Regions from separate parts of the Mus musculus genome. Here region 2 is linked to region 1. A link is a contact called in public HiChIP or PLAC-seq data. All regions are on one chromosome and are shown on one strand. The core of a region is the stretch at or near the end of the contact, and the rest is flanking DNA. Distances in the headings are between cores, read along the strand shown.

What was found. HiChIP or PLAC-seq counts read pairs in DNA pulled down with a chosen protein or histone mark.
Region 2: a contact with region 1 is called in an H3K4me3 HiChIP or PLAC-seq map of embryonic stem cells, with 26 read pairs. The contact joins the enhancer-like site here to the promoter of Speg in region 1. A contact is called at or near these places in 5 of 39 promoter capture datasets (the HPC-7 cell line, cranial neural crest, embryonic stem cells and 2 more), 1 of 484 Hi-C or Micro-C datasets (embryonic stem cells), 2 of 115 datasets of contacts at active chromatin or transcription factors (embryonic stem cells and stem cell-derived neural progenitor cells) and 2 of 9 other capture datasets (adipose tissue and liver).

What each region holds. Positions count from the first base shown.
Region 1 is chr1:75,371,519-75,377,683 of GRCm38.p6, forward strand. Speg (SPEG complex locus) reads left to right here and starts at 3,779. Exons shown (of 41, transcript NM_007463.4): 1 at 3,779-4,315. The coding sequence starts at 3,922. It overlaps Gm15179 (predicted gene 15179), which reads right to left and starts at 3,497. Exons shown (of 4, transcript NR_037976.1): 1 at 3,369-3,497; 2 at 1,863-1,978.
Region 2 is chr1:75,592,288-75,598,452 of GRCm38.p6, forward strand. No RefSeq gene overlaps it. Among named protein-coding and RNA genes, the nearest start is that of Slc4a3, 49 kb to the left of the region's middle. Within about 2 kb of position 3,369, at least 6 of the 459 cell types and tissues checked have an H3K27ac peak or open chromatin away from gene starts, as enhancers often do. A contact at or near this core is called in embryonic stem cells, where this site is marked.

The DNA.
Region 1 (6,165 bases), core at 2,529-5,028:
AGCCAACTGTCTTGAGCAACTGGCCTGGCAGCAGCCTGACCTTTCCAGTTGTCCGCTGGTCCCGCCTAGTCCAGGAGAGGGCGCCAGCCACCAGCAGGGGTCTGAGCCTTTATCCCATGCCCATAAACCCTTGGGAGCAAGTCAAGGTATACCTCTGAATGGACATAGTAAGCAGCATACAAGCCGGGTTCCAGGCTCCATGCCAGGGCCTTTTAAATAGTTAATATTTGTTTTAATATTTAATATAATTTAATACCATCACAACATAGGTCAGACCGTGTAATGCTTCTCCTCAGAATCCAGAGATGCCTCCCCATGTCGCTGAGAATGAAAGCACCGCGACCTGAGAGATGCTGGGCCATCTGGCCTTTGCAAACTATCCGATCCATTTTACCCTGATGCTGTGTTCATCCTCCTAGCCTGGCTGGCCTTCTGGCTCTCCCCAGCTTCCGCCAGGTGCATCCCACATGGGCTGAAATGGTCCTGTGTGTTCATCCCTTCCTCATCCCTTTAAGACTGGCTCTAGAGTTGCTGTGGAGGCGACTCCAGTCACCCTGTTTTGGTTTTTAATTTTATTTGTTTGCTTGCTGTTTAATTTATTTTAGAGACAGGCCTTCACTGTATAGCTAAGACTGATCTCAAACTCCCAATCTTCCTGCCTCAATGCTGGGATTACTGGCATGTACCACCACACTGATCCAACCACCCTATCTTTCTTTCTTTCTTTTTTTTTTTTTTTTAAAGATTTATTTATTTATTTAATGTGTATGAATACACCGCAGCTGTCTTCAGACACACACCAGAAGAGGGAATTGGGTCCTATTACAGATGGTTGTGAGCCACCATGTGGTTGCTAGGAATTGAACTCAGGACCTCTGGAAGAGAAGTCTGTGCTCTTAACTGCTGAGCCATCTCTCCAGCCCCAACCACCCTATCTTAAAGTACACCCCTACCACATTTGTAACCCCCAGCACTTGCTGAGTCATCTACACTAAAGTATTTCTCTCTGTCTCTGTCCTTACACTTTCTTTTTTGCTCTGTCAAATGTCTGTCTTCTCCAGTATAAGCATCCCCAGGGACTGGCCTCTATGTCTGTGTTGCTCGTGGCTCTGTTCCTGGTCAATGAAATGGTGCCAGCCTCATAGGACGAACTCAAGAATGTTTGCTGAAAGAACAGATGCACCCCATGTGTGGCTACTCCCATGCATAGATGAGGAAACTGAGGTTCAGAGATGCTAAGTGATTTGTTCAAGGGCACATGGTTCATTTATTTAACCCACCAACTTGTCAATGAGCCAACATTTCCAGACCCTCCGCTGCATTCCCTGTGATGGTGAGGCACAATGTTATTTAAATGGTTTTGCGTGATGAGCTTTGTGTGTGTGTGTGTGTGTGTGTGTGTGTGTGTGAGAGAGAGAGAGAGAGAGAGAGAGAGAGAGAGAGAGAGAGAGTTAATAGGGGGAGGTGTGCTGGTGTACCCACCCATGCATGCATATGTAGAGGCCGGAAGTTGATGTGGAGTCTCTTCTCTATTGCTCTTCAACTTAGACTTTAAGACAGGATCATTCACCGAGTCTGGAACATTCTAACTCAGGTAGGCTGGCTACCTGGCCAGAAGCCTCTAGCATTCATCCGTCTCTGCTCCTGAACACTGAGGTTACCCACCAGGATTTTTTATGTGGCTTCTGGGGACCCAAATACTGGCCCTCCTGCTTGCACAATGAGCAATTTACCATGGAGTCCCTCCTCAGCCTGACTGTGAGCTTAAAAACAAAACAGTAGCTCTTCCTTTGTTCTTGGTGTTCTGAGTCTTATGCCTTCTCCCACATTTTTTTTTTAAACCTTTTTAGAATTCAACTTACATTGTAGAATTCAATTCATCATTGGCGGTTGCCAGGGACTGGTAGACAAGGTGTGGCTGACTCCAAAGAGGATGCACACGTGAATATTTAGGGTGATGGAACTGCTTTGAATGTTCCTGGGGTGGAAAATACACAATTTCATGCATTTGTCAAAAACCGGAGGCCTGCACATCACAAAGAGTCAGCTTTAATGTATGCAAACTACATGAAAAGACATCCCCTAAGGCTCTTAATCTTTATGGACATAATTCAGTGTTTAAATTGTTTCTTCTGTACTGTGCACCTGGGAATGCATGCCCATGCTCTCAAGCACACACACACACACACACACACACACACACACACACACACACACACACACACACGCATGCACATTTTGACTTAAGTATCCCAGAATGAATGTGGTTCTTTTATTTAACCAACCAAAAAAAAAAAAAAAAATCAAGAATACTCTCTTCATCTCTGAATGACCCTGGCTTTCAGCCTTTCCTAATGTTTATCCCTTAGCTCAAGGTCAGTTCTAGATCTGTAAAGGTGTGTGTGTGTGTGTGTGTGTGTGTGTGTGTGTGTGTGTGTGTGTGCAAATGGAACTGATGACCTCAGGAATCCTATGAAAGTCCCTTGAAATGTAAATTCATATTCTGTATATGCAGTTGTCAGATATAACAAAGAAGAGATAGATAGATCCTGTGGTCATTTCCCAGTGGTGACATCTTGTATGACTACTAAGAAAGTGACTTTGGGATGGAATATCCAGATCATCAGATTTAACAGTTTTATATGCATTCATGTGCCTGTGTGTACATGCGTGCTTGTGTGTGCGTGTGTGTGTGTGTGTGTGTGTGTGCGCGCGTGCGCATGTGTGTGTGTGCGTGTGTGTGTGTGTGTGTCCATCCCCCAGGGACTTCTCTCTACGGGAAAGAAGAGCTTCTGCGCTATCATCCAAGAAGTCTGTGTGGGTCCCTGGCTGACCTTTGACCTCCAACCTTCACGTGCAAAGCCTCTGTCACCTTGATTCTTTCCCTGCCTTTCCCTGTTGATCTGTCCTTCAGAGTGAGCACAGCTGAGAAAAGTGGGCACCTGGGAAGACGGTGAGGGACTGCAACCTATGTCGAGTGGCCTGGACACCCCTGCATTTACCCCATGTGTGTGTATCCAACCTCCACAAGTTGGGCAAAGAAATCCCCCAGGCTTGAAATCAGGCACAGCGCTCCCTGCCTGGAGAATGGAATCCTCACCAACCCAACCTGTTGTCCTCATTCACACTTCAAGCCTTCCAAACCCCTCTTTTACCGCGTTGTCCTCATGCCATCCGTGTCTCCCCTTGAGGCTATTATTGCTGATTGCAATCCTAGCCAACTTCCCTTTCTATAGGTGAAGGCAAATTGAGAGAGGGTTAGGGGTCACCTGGCTGGTGAAGGTAGTAGGGTGGTGGTGTAGTGAGCACAGGACCTGCTGGGAGCTGAAAATCCACCAGAACTCCAGGCTTTGGGTCTTGGTGCTTACCAGCTGTTACGGAGGTGCTGGGAGAGGCCATTGGTCCGGTCTGCTCACCTCCACTGGGGCCTGTCTCTCCATGTGCCTCTCATCTCTGGACCTTTCCTCTTCCTCTCCAACCAGCCTAGTGAGACTAGGGCGCTGGGGCCCGAAGAAAGGAAGCGGGCCTAAGCCCAGGGGTAATTCGACTCCCCCAGATTTCACAAGCTGGGGGCGGGGAAGGGGGCGACACACCGTGGGGGAGGAGATTCTTTTAGGCCAGCTCTGGCGATGGGGGCACTGGGAGAGAGAGGAGCCACATGGAGTCCAAATCCCCTCCTCTGCTGCCCCCTCCCTCCACTGCTCATTCGCAACCCGAGCCGGGGGCCCTAAAAATAGTCCCTGAGGCGCAATCGCCGGCCGCCCTGGTGACCTTCTGCACAGGCCGAAAGCGGGCGGGCAGCAGGAAGGCCGGCCGCCGGCCCCATAGGACTCATCTCTTAAGGCACCATACCCCCTAGGGCGTCCCCCTGGCCTCCCAATTCTAGCGTCCCCTGCCCCTCTAGTCCAGCTCGCAGAGGCCATGCAGAAAGCCCGGGGCACGCGAGGCGAGGACGCCGGCACGAGGGCACCTCCTAGCCCCGGGGTGCCCCCGAAGAGAGCCAAGGTGGGGGCCGGCAGAGGGGTCCTCGTCACCGGGGATGGGGCCGGGGCGCCGGTCTTCCTGCGGCCCCTGAAGAACGCGGCGGTGTGTGCGGGCAGTGATGTAAGGCTGCGGGTAGTAGTGAGCGGGACACCCCAGCCTAGCCTCAGCTGGTTCCGGGATGGGCAGCTCCTGCCTCCACCGGCCCCAGAGCCCAGCTGCCTGTGGCTGCGGAGCTGCGGGGCTCAGGACGCCGGCGTGTACAGCTGCAGCGCCCAGAATGAGCGGGGCCAGGCCTCCTGTGAGGCAGTGCTCACAGTGCTGGAGGTCAGAGGTAATGCGGAGGTGGGGCCTACCTGGCAGGGCTGGGGTCACAAGGGGTAGAGACAGCTGCCCAGGCCATGCGATGCAGGTTGCAGTCCCTCACCATCTTCCCAGGTGTCCCGTTTTCCCTGATGGGCCCCTTCTGAAGGGCAGATCAACAGGGAAAGGCAGGAGAGTGTATCAAGGTAGATAGAGATGCTTCTCATAAGAAGGTCAGAGGTCAACGGTCAGCAGTTGGTGGGTCTAGCCTGAGACCCACACAGACCTCTCGGTCAATAGTGCAAAAACTCTCCTAATCCAATAGAGAGAAACCTTCTGGAGAGAAATGCCCTCGTCTGCTCCAGTGACAGACTTGAGACCTGGTGACCAGCCCCTCTCAGTATGTGTGTGTGTTGTCTTAAAGACAGGCCAGTTCTCCTGTTCCAGACCATGTGGGAGGAGATGGCTATGGCTAGACCTTCTCTCTTCATGATCAACACTGGGACAAGAATGGTGTGGTCAGAACTAGGCAAAGCAGAAGGGGTCAGATGTGTATGAGCAGGACCCAGATGTGAGAAGTGGCTGTTTGAGAATCCGTGTGTGTGTGTGTGTGTGTGTGTGTGTGTGTGTGTGTGTGTGTGTGTGTGTGTGTTTGAGGCATTCTGAGTTGTGGGAGGCTCTGGACTCTCATGGGGTTAATACAAACACACAGCCCTAGGGTAGATGTGGCTAGTGTTGAAAGCCTGTGAATCATGTATCTCTATTGAGGTTTCCATATGAGTGTTCAGAGGACACGGAAGGGGGATGCTTTGGGCTGGTGCCTTGGCTCTTGGGAAGATGGGATTCTAGGCTGATAGACTGAGGCAGAAGAGGAGGAGCAGGAGCCTCGGTCTTGTAGTTGGTCCTGTTGGAGCTGGTGGGGATGTCAGACCAGCTAGATTGTCCTGGGGTCAATGTGGGGGTTTTGTTCAGTTTCTGAGCCAAACGGTTCTCTAAACTAAAAACAGTCTTGGACCTACCAAACTTTGAAAAAAATGGAACTCTGAGGGAGTAGGTTTCATTTAGGGGAGATGGCAAAGGGCTAGGGGGTAGGGGGGCTGTTTTGATCATTTTCTTTTTCTTTTAAATTTATTTTTATTTATATTATACTGTAGCTGTCTTCAGACACTCACCAGAAGAGTGCATCAGATGGTTGTGAGCCACCATGTGGTTGCTGGGAATTGAACTCAGGACCCCTGGAAGAGCAGTCAGTGCTCTTAACTGACTGAGCCATCTCTCCAGCCCTTGGTCATTTTCTAGAGAGACATCTCATTCCATTCCATGGTACAATATAAGGGTCAATCTTTGAGATCTGGGGAGGAAGTCCAGGGATAAAAGACCTTGGCAGGTGGAGGGGAATGAAGGTTGCGTTGGAATGCAATAGGAGATGGAAGGGGGGCATTGTCTCTATCAGTGTCTTCTCTCCCCAGCGTCACCCTGCCCATTTCCTACAGTCTTCTTGTGGTCCCAGAGCTCAGGCCTGGCCTACAGATGACCCAGGGCAGCTTCCAATTGGCCTAGAAGCAGTCAGTACAGACGACTTTAACCTGGCCCAGGGGCTGGGTCAGGTTCTGGAAAAATTCTGAGCTTTCTGAGCTGAAGAAGCAGATTCTCGTAGCTTTTCATCTCTCTGTAGTCTGTAGTAAAAGAAGCTGAAAACGAACTATAACTTAAAGATTAAGGTAGATAAGAAGAATACAATTGAGAGGAAAGAGAGATGAGGTCAGGAAAGGAAGGGACAGTGGAAGAAAATGGTGGACATGGTGCTTGTTAGCTGTTGGACAGGTCCACTGAGACCCGAAGCTCCAAATGCTTCCTTGTCCAGGTGAGAACAGTGCGGAC
Region 2 (6,165 bases), core at 2,119-4,618, 220 kb after region 1:
GGCCATGCTGATGGTCTTTGTGATAATTCACCGTGCCACTGGTGTTGGGAGAAAAGGGCTGTTGTCCTGGTTTATCAGGTAAGAAACTAAGTCCTCCTTTCTGTCAAGGCTGTTCTGAGGCCTGCCGTCCTGCTGCCCACACATGGGGAACCTGATGAGTGTTTTCTGTATGTTTTCCTGCCATGGTGGGCTCTGAGTCAGACTCCAGGATCGGCTACCAGCCTTGCTTGGTACATGGGGAGATTCTTCTGGACCAACTGGAACATGCTGGTTCCTCAGCTCCATAGAAGGCTTCTAGCACTCTCTAGTTGAAACTCTGGAAGTTCTCCTGCCCTGTCCCACTAGAAAATGGCAAGTACAGTGAGGTAAGACACAAGACAACCCTCTGTATGGAAGGAACTTTTTACCACTATAACTAACAAGCTCTGGGCTAAGGAGATGGGTTAGTGACTTAGCACTTGCCACATAAGCTTAAGGACTCGAGTTTACCAGAATCATGTAAATGACTGCCTTAGTTAGGATTTTACTGCTGAGAACAGGCACCATGACCAAGGCAACTCTTATAAGGACAACATTTAATTGGGGCTGGCTTACAGGTTCAGAGAGAGGTTCAGTCCATTATCATCAAGGCAGAAAGCACGGCAGCATCCAGGCAGAGATGGTGCAGGAGGAGCTGAGGGTTCTACATCTTCATCTGAAGGCTGCTAGGATGAGAGTCTTAAAGCTCACACCCACAGTGACACACCTACTCCAACAAAGCCATACCTTCTAATAGTACCACTCCCCGGGCCAAGCATATACAAATCCTAACTATGCCCACTGGGTATGGCTGCCCACCTGTAATTTCAGTCTCAGAGGGCAGAGATGGGATCCCAGAGCACTATGGGTAACAAGCCTAGCCATATCAGTGAGCTTTGGGTTGACTGAAAGGGATGCCTCACTGACTAAGGTAGGAGAACAAAGGGAGATGACTCCAGACAGGCAAGGGCATCCATGCGCAGCATACCCACTCTCACATGTGCCTGTGTAAGGAACACACACATGAAAATGGAAGACAGAATGTCATGGGTCAAATGAGCTATCTCTGGATCATGTTTCTTTTAGAGCAGCTATACCTCAATTCTCAGGCTCAGGCCATCTCTTTGTCCTCCGTTGCTCATTGCTGAGCCCTTAGCATTCACACAGTGTGCTTTCACCTTTGGCTCCGTGTGAGGTGAGCAGAGAAGGCCAATTACATCCTGAAGATGAGCATGGAGGGAGGCACAGGGTCAGAGGTCAACTGCACAGGTCCAGAGAAAGGTGCTTTTCTGCCTTCGCTGCCCTGTCTCAATGTGGTTGGGTTTTTGTAACCAAAAAAAAAAACAAAAACAAAAACAAAAAACAAAAAAAAAACAAAAACAAAAACAAAAACAAAAAAAACCCAAAAAAACAAAAAAACAAAAAACAAAAAACCACGCATAGAAACCATACAGATTTAGTTCTCATGATTCTGCAGGCTAGACCATCCGAGGTCAAGGTGATTCTGTGTCTGGTGAGGGGCTGCTTTCTGCCTGTTGGATGGTGGGTTTTGTGGCAACTTTGCAAGGCAGAAGCAGACAGGTCAGCTTTCTTGCTAATTAAGACCCCCCGCCCCGCCTTAATGCTACCAATTCCATTCTTTGAATCATTTCCAAAAGCCCATGGCCTAACACCATCAGGTTGGGGCTTAGGTTTTGCACATGGGCTCAGTGGCACTGTAATCGAGAGCTTCAGTGCCCTAGCTCCTGCCAGAAACTCAGACTTATTTGGTCTGAGTGTTGACCCGAAAGCTCTTGGTTGTTCCTACCGCCGCTCATAATGGAGAGCCATCTTGGGGTCTCTCATTGGTTTGGATCTGGGCGCATCAACCACATTGGCTGAGTGGTGCTGCCTATGCAAATTACCTCATATGTGCAATAAACTGCCCTGCTACTTCCGATTCTTTTCCCAACACCAGCCAGTGAGCAGGCGACCATGATCCTCTTTCTGTCTCAGTCCTACAACCACATCAACTCTGGATGCCCAGGAGAAGTGGGTGCTTGGTGGCCCTTGTCTGCTTTCCCACAGCAGGCTACCAAAGCTGGGAACTGTGTGACACCTTCAGGGACAAGGTAGCGGGTGGCAAAGGAAGAGACATCTGCATTTAAATCACTTTTACTTTTTATTGAGAACCTCTCTCATGTGAGAAAAGCTCACACAGTCACTTTCCACGGTCGCTGCTTTGCCATCATTTTCAACACTCCGAGGACAAGATGAGATTAGATGGAGGGACGGGGCCGCGCTAAGATGAGCATCAAGGACTGGATTTAAATCCAATTCTCCAGGCGAGCTTCTTATTACAGGACTTGAGGCAAGAGCCTCTGTGGCCTAATCCAAGGTTTCTCTAACAGCTGGGTCACTGGCAATGTCACTGCTGCTTTTATTCTGGGGATATCAAGGGGATAGTAAGAGAGCTTGCTCAAACTAATTCTGAATTCCCACAATCGCTTGCCTCCGAGGCGCCCAATAGACACTCCTGCCAGCGAGCCTTCCCTGGTCACCTGAGACCTGAAATAAAAATGGTTTAACCCTTCGTGATGGTTAGACAGGGCATGTACCCGGATCTTTCCACTCCATCAGAGTGAATTTCAAATGGAAGATCTCAGGGATCAAAAGAAAGGCACAGGTTTAATTATCTCGCAGCGGCCACACCCACTCAGCCTGCCTAGTGTGTCCCCGCCTGGTCGGGAGAGCGAGGCACATCGACTGGGTACATAGCACACGGAGAGGAGACAGGGGTGGGGGTGGAGTTGGTTTGGTGAGCTGCTGTGACCAAGGCCTTGGGGGATCAGGGAGGGCAATGATTCCTAAGCTGACCTGAGAGCCATTGTCATTCACATTTGCTGTGGCTATTGCAAGGTAGTAATGGCTAAGTGATGTTGTTTATCTTTTTTATTTTTGTACTGCTGGGCATGAACCAAGGGCCTCACATAGGGCGGGCAAACACTTTACCTCCGGATTGCATCCTTAGTCTAGAGATGCCATTTAAACTAAAGTCACGACTTCTAAATAGAACTCTGGGGCCAGTGAGATGGCTCAGGAGGTAAGTAAAGAAGCTTGCTGCCAAGCCTCGCAGCTAGAGTTCCATGCCTGGGTCCCGGAAGGTGTGAGGAGAGAACCAATTTCTGCAAGCTGTTATCTGACACTAACATGTGTTGTGTACCGTGATATCCCCATGCCCACCACACAATTTAAAAAAAAAAACAAACAAACAAGAAAAAAAAGAAAATCATTTTTATTTTATCAGTGTCTGTGTATGTGAGTCTGATCCCCTGGAGGCGGAGTTACAGGCATCTTCGAGCTTCCTGATACAGGCGCTGGGAACCACCCTCAGGTCCTTGCCAAGGGCAGTGTGTGCTCTCAACTGCTGTGTCATCTCTTTAGCCCTAATTTTTTTTTTTAAAGCAGAACTCTGCTCATGGGTTTTAGGAAAACTTCTGTTGCCCTGATAAAAGAGGAGAAGCAGCTGGCTCTGCACTCCTTTCCTCTACCCGGAAAGAAAATGCGATGCCGGCGGGTGTGGCAGCCATATTGCAACCGTGAGGCCGGAGAGCAGGATCAAGGGAGGCATCTGCTGGGAGTGTAGATGTTTCTGCTCACAGCATCTTGAACTGTGACCAACTGCCTGCACTGGGTGAGGTGAACGATGTTCACAACAAGAAGCATAAAGTGGATGTGATCCTGATAGGTTGGTGACAAGGGACAAAAGCAGCTTAGGGCCCATGGCCAGCCATTCCTCAAGGCTTAAGAGAGCTGTGGAGTCCCTCACTTGTAGCACAGCCTGGGACCCCAGCAGTCACCCTGCCCTGGGCTCATACTCCTGGGACTTCTGGTGTTCAATGGGCAAAGTGCCAAGGGTATCCGTCTTCTGGACAAATATGAGAGGCCAGCCTGCCAGGGATGCTCCTTTCTAACTAAAGGAGTCACATTTCTGAGCAGAGATGGGAGCAAGGCTCCAGGTTGTTTCTGGCGGGTGCCCTGCCTCCACATTACACCCCAAAACATTCTACAGTTATTTTGAGAATTACATGTGCAAAGGGGAGGTGGGGAGAGACTGGGTCAGTTAAGGCTATCTGGGGACTGTCCAGCACAGACGTGCCTTTGACAAAGACTACTGAAAAGACACCATGAACGTCATCGTTGCGCCTCCAATGATAGCCGGAAGCTGCCTGCCTTGGGATTTCTGATCATGGAGAAAAAGAAACACCTATTTACCTAAGTGACCACAGGTTACTGGTTTTTTTTTTCCCCCTGTACCTTGCATTTCAATGCTGTCCTTATGGAAACAAGGCACATTTCTACATGTCCTGGGGGAGATGGGTGCTCCAGGGGAGGGGTCTGGGGAAGTGTCTTGTGCTCAGGGGTAGGGTGAGAGGGTGGAGGTATGGCATTTACACTGGGACATGGAGAGATCCGAATTATGTAGGGGGGGGGGCGGAGAAGGGGAAGGGAGCTTCCCAGGTGATGTAAGGTGACTGACCGTGTGAGTCAAGGGGAGGCAAGGGACGGGTGAGCCGCTTTCTGGTTTAAGTGACTCCAGACACTCAGGGTTTCTCGTTGTCTTGAGTGTGTGCACAGGCTAGGATTTTAACCACCCCCCGCCACTCCCAGTCTTAATTTGGAAATGGGTTTAAAGTCCCATTTTTGGGATTCCCCACATATGACCTATGGAGCTATTTGTATGCTGCTGTTTGGGACACTTGCCCTGGCTTCACACAGTGCTCTGCACTCAACCTCTGGCTCCAGGGCCCCCTGGTGCTGGCTGGGTGTCTCTGTCTCTCCTGTCTCTTGGCTCCTGGTTTAAACAGGGCATTTGCCCAGATTCCTTGGCCACTGTCATCTGTGCTGCAACTCCTGCTATTTCCTCAGGGTGACAGGGGCACCTCAGGGTGACAGGGGCACCTCAGGGTGACAGGGGCACCGTCTTTGAGTGGACCAAGCCCCTCCTGAGTTTGCTGGTGGCAAGGCAAGAACATTTCTGCTGTTCTTTTGTTGTTGTTGTTTTTGTTTTTTCGAGACAGGGTTTCTCTGTGTAGTCCTGGCTGTCCTGGAACTTACTTTGTAGACCAGGCTGGCCTCGAACTCAGAAATCTGCCTGTCTCTGCCTCCCAAGTGCTGGGATTAAAGGAGTGTGCCATCACGCCGGGGTTTCCGCTGTCCTTTTAAATCTCTGATTTCATTCTTTTCAGAGGAATGGGTGAACCTCTGAATATTGATTGATTGATTGATTGATTGATTCAGTGAGATTTACCGGCGTATAGGATACATTCCCTACCCTCTCCCAAATTATGTTACAGATGCAACATAGACTTTTACATTCTATTTTATACACATTTATGTTACATAATGCTATACATGCACATGCTATATGTCATATAGTACACACACACACACAGCATGTTTCATTATACAATATGCAATTGCTTACTACAGTTTTTCTGTAACTTTAACTTTGGTTGAAAAAGGGAAAAGAGTGGGATATGCTGCCCCCTAGTGGCAGAGTGTTGTAACACACTTCTCAGGAAAACTAAGTTTTATACCAACTTCACAAAACCTTTATGAGAGACCAAGTTGATAAATACAGGATTTGGATAATCCCTCTCATATGACATATGTACATATTTTAAAATGTATTTATAGCATTCTCCACATTATAGAGGCTGAGATAATTTTTTCTAGCTCTGTGGTTTTCTTTTTCAGGACGACGAGCTGTTGGTATATTGAAATGAAGTATTTTAATAACAAACAATTTTTAATTAAAAACGATTTTGATAGTAAACAATAGAATGTACTATGCCTGCAACACTTCCCATGCAGCTTATGTTTCTTCCCAAAAGACTTTGTAGAAAACTGGTATGTGTCCTGGTACCCAGAGTGTTTCAAGTGTGCTGATGGAGGAGATGGGCACAGCCAGACAGTGGGGGCCACAGTCTCTCTCTCTCTCTCTCTCTCTCTCTCTCTCTCTCTCTCTCTCTCTCTCTCTCTCTCTCTCTCTCTCTCTCTCTCCCCCTCCCTCCCTCCCTTACCTGGGCATCCTAAAAAGTCTCACTTCTATCTCCCTGCCCAGCCATTGGTCACCAACTTTATTTACCGATCAAACCAACTGGG